2 separate regions of the Sus scrofa genome follow, and region 2 is linked to region 1. The links are chromatin contacts, called in public HiChIP or PLAC-seq maps. All regions are on one chromosome and are shown on one strand. The core of a region is the stretch at or near the end of the contact, and the rest is flanking DNA. Distances in the headings are between cores, read along the strand shown.

Region 1 (3,863 bases), core at 830-3,329:
TAAGCCAAAAGGATTCTTGACTTGTCTCATTTGCTTTTTGAAAACTCTTGTGTTGAATTGGGTCTCTTCTGAATTTCTCAGAATTACTGGAACATCCCAACCAAACCTGAAGAAAGGTAAAAATAAAAGAACACATACTTTTAACAAATATTCAAACTTTATGTTACATGTAAAGCATATTATGCTTTATTAGTTATTCCTTTTTTTTTTTTTTTTTTTTTTTTTGTCTTTTTAGGGCTGCACCCGAGGCATATGGAAGTTCCTAGGCTAGGCGTCAAATCAGAGCTACAGCTGCCAGCCTACACCACAGCCACAGCAATGTGGGATCCGAGCCACATCTGCAAGCTACACCACAGCTCATGGCATCACTGGATCCTTAACCCAATGAGTAAGGTCAGGGATTGAATCTGCATCCTCATGGATACTAGTTGGGTTCATTACCACTGAGCCACAATGGGAACTCCTATTAGTTATTCCTTTTAGTATCAGAAAAAGATTCAGTTATTCAAAAATTTACATTATATTGCAGAATTAATCCAGAATTAAGGGAGATTAGAGATATCACAGAATTGCAACACATTGTTCAGCTGGCTGAATCAACATACTCTTGAAAACAAAGAGTTCTATTGTTAACAATTATTGATTACAAAGGAGACTCATGATTATAGATAAAAGGTACCTAATATAACAGCAAAAACATAATAGAATTATTGAATTTTTAATGATATGAAAAAGAAATACATATTTAATATGCAGGCTATTTGATATTATTTAGGAGACAAGAGAATTTTAAAGCACCAAATATTACCCTGTATTTATATAACATATTCTCTACTTTTAAATTTCATGTAAAAATGTGACAATGCATACTGAACACACTTAGGGGGAAAATGGAAGGGACTAATCTCAATTTCTTATAAACGTAGAAAGCAGCTAAGTTTATTCAGTTTAAATAAAACAACTTAGAAAAAATAAAAAAAATCAAATAAAACAACTTAGGAGGCGGAACCTGAGCTCTGCTGGGCCCCGCCCTACCAGCCAGCACACCCTGTTCCTGCCCCCTCTGTCCTACAGTGGACCCTGGCCTGGACCCCCATCTGTCCAGAGGCAGATCCTGAGTGCCCCCCCACCATTCGACCACGTCTCTCCCTCCGCCCTACCCAGTGACTGCAAGCCAATCTCGGTGGGACCAGCTGTCCCAGAGCTGCCATGCAGGGCCGGTGCACACCTCCAGGCCCGCCAAAGTCCCCTAGTGGAGCCTGTCTCCCCCAGCCCCGCGTGCAGCAGAGCAGCACCCCCCAAGACCATGGGTGTGGAGGTGAAGTCTTTGGAAACGGAGACTCAGAAGGGACACACACCTCTACTGAGCCAAGAGGCTGACTGCGCAGGCAACCCGCGTGCACACCTCATTCACTGCAGAGCAGGTCAGTGCCCTCGAGTGCTCCTTCCAGTACCACTGCTACCTGGGCCCATGGGGCATCAGCGACAAGCCCAGGAGATGAAGCTCTCCAAAATACAGATAAAAACCTGGTTTCAGAATCAACAGATGAAACACACAGACAGCAACTGCAGGGCTCCCAGCTGAGTGCACCCTTCTCTGCAGCTCTCTTTACACCCCTGGCTCTCTGCCCATCAGCTTCTGCCCTGGGCAGCGTCTGGAGCAGCTGTGCCCTCAAGTATCTCTGGCCCAGCCTCTGGGCTCCTGCCCAGGGAAGCCAGCCTCCCTGGCTTCAAGGTGGGCCTCACCTAGCAGGCAGCCCTCTATGTACTCCCTCCTAGACACTGGCAACCCAGTGCACATGCTGAGCCCAGGCTTGTCCAGGGCAGCCTGGGAGCTGTGGGCCCAGCCACAGACCCCCAAAACCCCACAGCTGAGGTATGTCACACACACTGGGTGTGCAGAGCTGTGTCTGGCATCTACCTGGAGAACAGCCCCACTTGTATTTATGTCACAGTGATGGCCTGCAATGGGCCTGTAAGATCCATTAGTGGGATCTGGAGCCTGTCTCAAGATTATGGACAGTTTACAGTCAGAGACATTTTAAAGCCACTTCCTCCTTGGAAACTGCTAATGTTGGCATTAGGAAGTAATGGGTCAGTGAACAATCAAAAGCCAAAGTGGACTGCACTGTGTTGGGGTCTCACACACAACAGAGGGTAACTTATCAATATAGGTGCTGGAAAACTGGTTTTCCAGTTGGAATACATAAAGGGGGGATCTTATGCTTAAATAAATAAATAAATAAATAAATAAATAAAACAACTTAAAATGCAAACACATTAGTTAAACTAGGGGAATTTAATTATGTTAAGACAGCAAAGTTAAGCTCATACTTTAAAGCCCTCTTTTCTCTCTAAACACTCAGCAGTGATAGATAAAAAAAATAAATAAATAAAAAGGACCTCACTGAAACAAGTAGACAAACAGTGGTGTGTTTAAACAAAGCAATAGTACTACTCATTGATGAAAAGGAATTATTTCTACAACCACGTTGATAAATCTCAAAACAACACACTGTGCAAAAGAGGCCTTACATAAAAGAATACATGCTCTCTGATTCCATAATATGAAATTCTAGAGCAGGCAAAACTAATTTATGGTAGAAATAAAAAACAGAACAGTGGTTGCTTTTGAGGTGTAGGAGTATAAGCTGACTGGGAAAGGACACAATGAAACTTCCTCTGGTGACAGTAATATTTTACATCTTGATTGAGCTCAGAGTTGTATAGATGAGGTGTTTGATGATACTTAAGATATATACATTTCACTCTACACAAATATTACTTCAAATGGAAAAAGAGAGCTACAAACACAAATATTCAACTCTAATAATCTTCAGTACTTATGGATGAAAAGTGCAACTTAATATAAAGCGATCAAGGAATTAAGATGGACCAATCACTAGAGAGAGGGATGGATGGATGGACAGATACGTAATAAATACATAGCGAAATACTGATTGCAGAACCTAAATGATGGGCATTTGTGTGTTCATGGTGTAATTCTTAAGTTTTAAGTTCTGCATGTCTGAAAATTTTAATAACAAATTGTGTTTTTAAAAAAAGAGAGAGACATAGTTGAGTTCAAAGACAAATCTTTATAGGTCTGAAAAGGAAAAGAAATATAAAGCAGTGAGTAAGGCGATGCTGTGGTTTGATGGGTTCTAAGTCTGGCAGCAGGCAGAGGCAACGAAGCCTTCACACAGTAGGAAGGCTTACAGGTTATCCACACAAGACAAGGGCCAGAGCCACATTCACAACTTGAATCCAGGAGTTGGGTTAGGCCAATATGAATATGAGACAGAACTGTTATTATAAGACCTAGTCCTTGATGAAGGTGTAGGAATCTGGCTAAAGGCAAAGATGAAGACACAAGGAGGAAAGGACTTCCCCTAAAATTTAGGTTGCAAACTAAAATTTCAAATGAAATGAATAAATCTAATGCCAAGAGAAAGGCAATAAAATTTCACTCTAGATGATTTTAATTTTATAAAACATTTGGATAAGGCAGTTCTGACCCTGCTTTAAAAAGCAGAAAAAAAGCCGCTAACAGATCCAAGCATTTCCAACTAAGTTAAATGAATCCCCAAAGTTCAGGAATATTTATATAAATACAAAAACATCCAGCGCCCAATAAGGTAAAATTCATAAGGTTTAGTAGCCAATAAAAAATTAACAAGCATTCCAAAGCAGAAAAATATGACCCATAATGAGCAGAGAAACTAATCGGTAGTAATAGACCACAGAAATGATACAGATACTAGAATCAGTAGGCAAGGATATAAAAATAATTATCACAACTATACTCCATATGTCAAGAAAATAAGATTAGGATAATATACAGAGATGCAGCAGATACAAAA
Region 2 (4,199 bases), core at 1,631-4,130, 250 kb before region 1:
TGTATCGGTTTCCAAAACTGATTTAAGTGGAAAAAGGGAAATACCACACAATGATGAACAGCGTGCACAGTGATCTTTTGTGCGTAAAAGGAAGAAATACATCAATGTTTATGAATGTATAAAATATCTCTTTTTTTTGCTTTTATTTATTTATTTTTGCTTTTTAGGGCCGAACCGGCAGCATATGTAGCTGCCAGTCTATGCCACATCCACAGTCACAGCAACTCGGGATCCAAGCCGCGTCTGCGACCTACACCACGACTCATAGTGACGCCAGATCCTTAACCCACTGAGCAAGGCCAGAGATAGAACCCACAGCCTCATGGTTCCTAATCAGATTTGTTTCTGCTGCACAACAATGGGAACTCCTGGCTTTTATTTTTTAGGGCTACATCCTAGGCATATGGAAGTTCCCAGGCTAGGGGGCGAATCAGAGCTGCAGCTGCCAGTCTACACCACAGTCACAGCAACACGGGATCTGAGCTGTTTCTGCGACCTCCACCACAGCTCATGGCAATGCCAGATCCCTAACCCACTGAGCGAAGCCAGGGATCAAACCCGCATCCTCATGGATACTAGTCAGATTTGTTATTGTTAAGCCACAACGGGAACTCCAATAAGTGTATATAATACCTCTTGGTAGCTAAACAAGAAACTAACTCTGAGTGCCTCCAGTCAGGGGACTGCATGACTGGGGCTGGGGGCAGGAGGGAGACTTTTTGTTTACATTCTTTGTTCTACAAAGCAAGAAAACTTATATCTGATCCTTTTGCTTGAAGACAGGGGCAACTTATCTAAAGGTCTTAAGGCAGAGTCCACACATTTTACCAAGGTTGACGACGCCTTTTATGGCCCTGCCGTGGACTCCATCCCATCCCCGGCCCCTAACCCCCACCACTCCCCAGTCTCCATTCCAGGTGTATGTTTACTTTTTCTCTTTTCCTTTTTAGAGCCACACCCATGGCATATGGAATTTCCCAGGCTAGGGGTCTAACTGGAGCTGCAGCTGCTGTCCTACACCACAGCCGCAGCAACGCCAGATCTGAGCCAGGTCTGTGACCTACACCACAGCTCACAGCAACCATGGTCTTTATTCCTGAGTGAGGCTAGGGATCGAGCCCACATCCTTATGGACACTATGTTGGATTCTTAACCCAATGAACCACAATGGGACCTCTCACGTTTACTGATTTCAGCTCCTCAGACTCACACACTCTCTCTTGTCCCTAAACCTGGGATGCCCTCAGGCTCTCTCCAAGAACTCCTATTTTTTCCTCGGGGTGGCTCCCTCCCTTCAGAGGAAGCTGGGCGGGTTGGCAGGTGTTTCGACGCCCGGACTGATGGGAGGAGTGCCAGCAGCTCTTACTTACCCCCCTCCCATGCCCTCCAGTGGACACCCTGAGCCCTGGGCTCATGTCATTCAGGCTAAGAGACTGACCCCCAGGGGACCTGTTGGGACATCTCAACTTTTCTCTTGTTGGCATAGGACAGACGACCCACTGTTACTGGAGTTCAGCTACTGGGTCCAGAAGGAACTTGGCACTTGTCCCCCATAAGGTGTCTCTGTCTCCAGACCTGCAGCTGGCCAGCACCTACCTGGCACCCAGGAAACCCTGTTGCATGAGGAAAACAGCAAACCCGGGGCCACACTCTGAAGTCTTTCTTGGAGGACGGGTTGGATGTGAACACTACAGCAGGTGAATGAGGGCTTCATTTTTGTGTTTTAGGAGAGCAAAGTTGAGTAGGTTAGGTAATGAAGTCATCCAGACCCCAGAGCACGGGAACCGGAGCAAGCAGGCAGGGTGTGCGCTCTCTGCTCCGAGTCGGACATGCGCGCTGGGTAGTGGAGGGAGGGAAAGGATGTCATGTATGCATTTTATTTCTCTCATCCACCATTTGCTGTCTTGGGACATATTCCATCTTGGATGAGGAACAGGGTCATAGGTCAATGCCAAAAGTGACTCAGTCAGGTCCAAGTACTGGAAATCCATGTTTAGCTTTTCCCTGGAGAACAGATATAGGATAAGCTTAACAGAAAGCAAAGCGGAGGGAGAGGTTCCATTGGACAGATTGGATCATGGGGTTTTGTAGGTTCATCTGACTTCACTCCTGTGTCTGTTGGCATTTTATGGCATGGAAAACTGGAACAAGCTCCCAGGATGTTGGTGCAAACAGGGACACCCTGTCCTGGCTGTGGTCCCTACAGGGAGGTTTAACTGGAATTTCTCCACTGTCTTGAGTTCAGTAGCTCTAGTGGGACCATTTCACTCACCAAAGCTCCAATTTTGCTTCTCCTGGATTGGGCTTAAAAACATAAAACCTCAGAAAAAAATTGTGGAACACACCATTTAAAAACATGCGCTATGAGTCAAATGTAAATACAAAGCTGTCTTTTTATAAAGTCTGAGTTTTATAAGGTTGCCAAAATGTTTCTCTGTCAGTTTTAAAAATTGAAGTAGAAGCCACTGAAGAGTGAAAAATATTCCATGGAGGAGATTCTCAGACACCGAATGGCCAGGTTTATGTCACAGAGAAGTCACTGTGTATGCACAAGAGCCCCTGGGGCAAGGCTGGTGAGCCGATGCCCAGGAGGACACGGAAAGATCACATGCTCCAGTGGAGCCCTGCAGTCATAACTGAGACGTAGTACTGACATTTGCCAAAGTTTCCAACCTGCCAGGCACCCCGTTTCCTACTTCCTGTTTGTACCTGTGTCCCAAACACATGGATAGACCCCCACAAAGAGGAGCCAGCCTCCAGTCTCAAGCCATCTGGGCCAGAACTGAGAGTGGGGAACTTGAGGACCACGGTCTCAGGGTTGCCATGGAAACAGTGCCCTTTGACCCATTTCCAAAGGCCCTAACCTCCCGGTGCCTCTGGACCTTCCTCTTCCTTCCCTTTTTCAAGTACTTCGTGTTCAGCTCTTAGAAATATTCAGTGAACAAAGCACTGGCCATACTTGAGCCAACTTCCAGACACCCCAAGACCTGATGGTCACTGCTCTGCTGTATTGCAGGCATTGTTGGCCCCGGGTGAGGGCAGATGTTGGCGTCAGGATTTCTACTGTCACATCCTGAGGGGAACCTCTCAGGCTGATCTGCAGGCTGACCCCAGAACTTAGGGACCCAGAATAGAAGTCGTTTTTAGCAATTTGACAGAATATTTTTTTCTTTTGAATCCAGTGCAAGATTGGGGTATTGTAATTTTTTTCTTGTATTTATTTTACAGAAACAATTGGACTGTGTGGGTTGGAAGTAAACAGCTACCCCTACAACTAAAATTCGTAGGTGGTTTGAGAAGCACTGAATGAGCTAGGCCACCCCTACAGTGGAGGATCCAGAGGCTGAAGTGCCCAGGGAAGGGGTGGTAGTTTTCAAGTTTTGCGATGTGTGGATAGAAACTAGATGATGGGAGTGCCTGTAAAGCCTGTGGAACAGTTTCTGTGAGGTGGGTGCTGTGTTCCACGTGCTAGCATGGCCCACCGGGAAGGGGGACCTGGACAAGGTGTGGATGGCCAGACCCACCCAGACTGTTCACCTTTCCAGAGTCAGATCAGGTTCTGGTTATAGATGAGATTTTCACTACCCTCGGGGTCCTCCCTTTAGCCTATGGGGACAAATAGGTCTTGGGCTGGTCTTGAGTCAGGGCCACATATAGATGTAGTGTCTGTTCAAGGGGCCAAACCAAGGTAGGTTCACAGAAGTTTGCGATTCCCTCTTCCCGCCCTTCTCACGGGCCTGTAGACTATGGGTTGATTGTACCCATCAGTGCTCTGTCTGCGTTCCTGGCTCAAACCTCAGCCTCCTCCAAGGAAGTGTGCTATAGAGCTGTTTACCCCCTGGCCACCTTTTTTTCTTTTGCTTTTTAGGGCCTCACCCACAGCAGCCTATGGAAGTTCCCAGGCTAGGGGTTGAATGTGAGCTACAGCTTTGAGCCTACACCACAGATACAGCAACATGGGATCCGAGCCGCGTCTGCGACCAACACGCAGTTCACGGGGATGCCGGATCCTTAACCCACTGAGCGAGGCCAGGAATCGAACCCGAATGCTCATGGGATACTAGTCAGATTCCTTACAACTGTGCCAAAATGGGAACTCCCCACCCCCTTTGCATAAAGGCAATTTGATCTCTTGTTGGGAGGGGCTGTTAGGGGAGTCCTAAAAGCTTTACTATGTGAGTAAGCTTTCCTCCAGGGCT

Evidence for each region. HiChIP or PLAC-seq counts read pairs in DNA pulled down with a chosen protein or histone mark.
Region 2: an H3K27ac HiChIP or PLAC-seq map of alveolar macrophages shows a contact between it and region 1. The contact joins two enhancer-like sites. A contact is called at or near these places in 3 of 47 Hi-C or Micro-C datasets (embryonic fibroblasts, liver and omental adipose tissue) and 2 of 2 datasets of contacts at active chromatin or transcription factors (alveolar macrophages and skeletal muscle).

What each region holds. Positions count from the first base shown.
Region 1 is chr1:183,889,222-183,893,084 of Sscrofa11.1, reverse strand. It overlaps CGRRF1 (cell growth regulator with RING finger domain protein 1), which reads right to left. Exons shown (of 11, transcript XR_002346942.1): 6 at 1-106. Among named protein-coding and RNA genes, the nearest start is that of SAMD4A, 24 kb to the left of the region's middle. Within about 2 kb of position 2,079, at least 6 of the 83 cell types and tissues checked have an H3K27ac peak or open chromatin away from gene starts, as enhancers often do. A contact at or near this core is called in alveolar macrophages, where this site is marked.
Region 2 is chr1:184,141,487-184,145,685 of Sscrofa11.1, reverse strand. No RefSeq gene overlaps it. Among named protein-coding and RNA genes, the nearest start is that of GCH1, 120 kb to the left of the region's middle. Within about 2 kb of position 2,880, at least 5 of the 83 cell types and tissues checked have an H3K27ac peak or open chromatin away from gene starts, as enhancers often do. A contact at or near this core is called in alveolar macrophages, where this site is marked.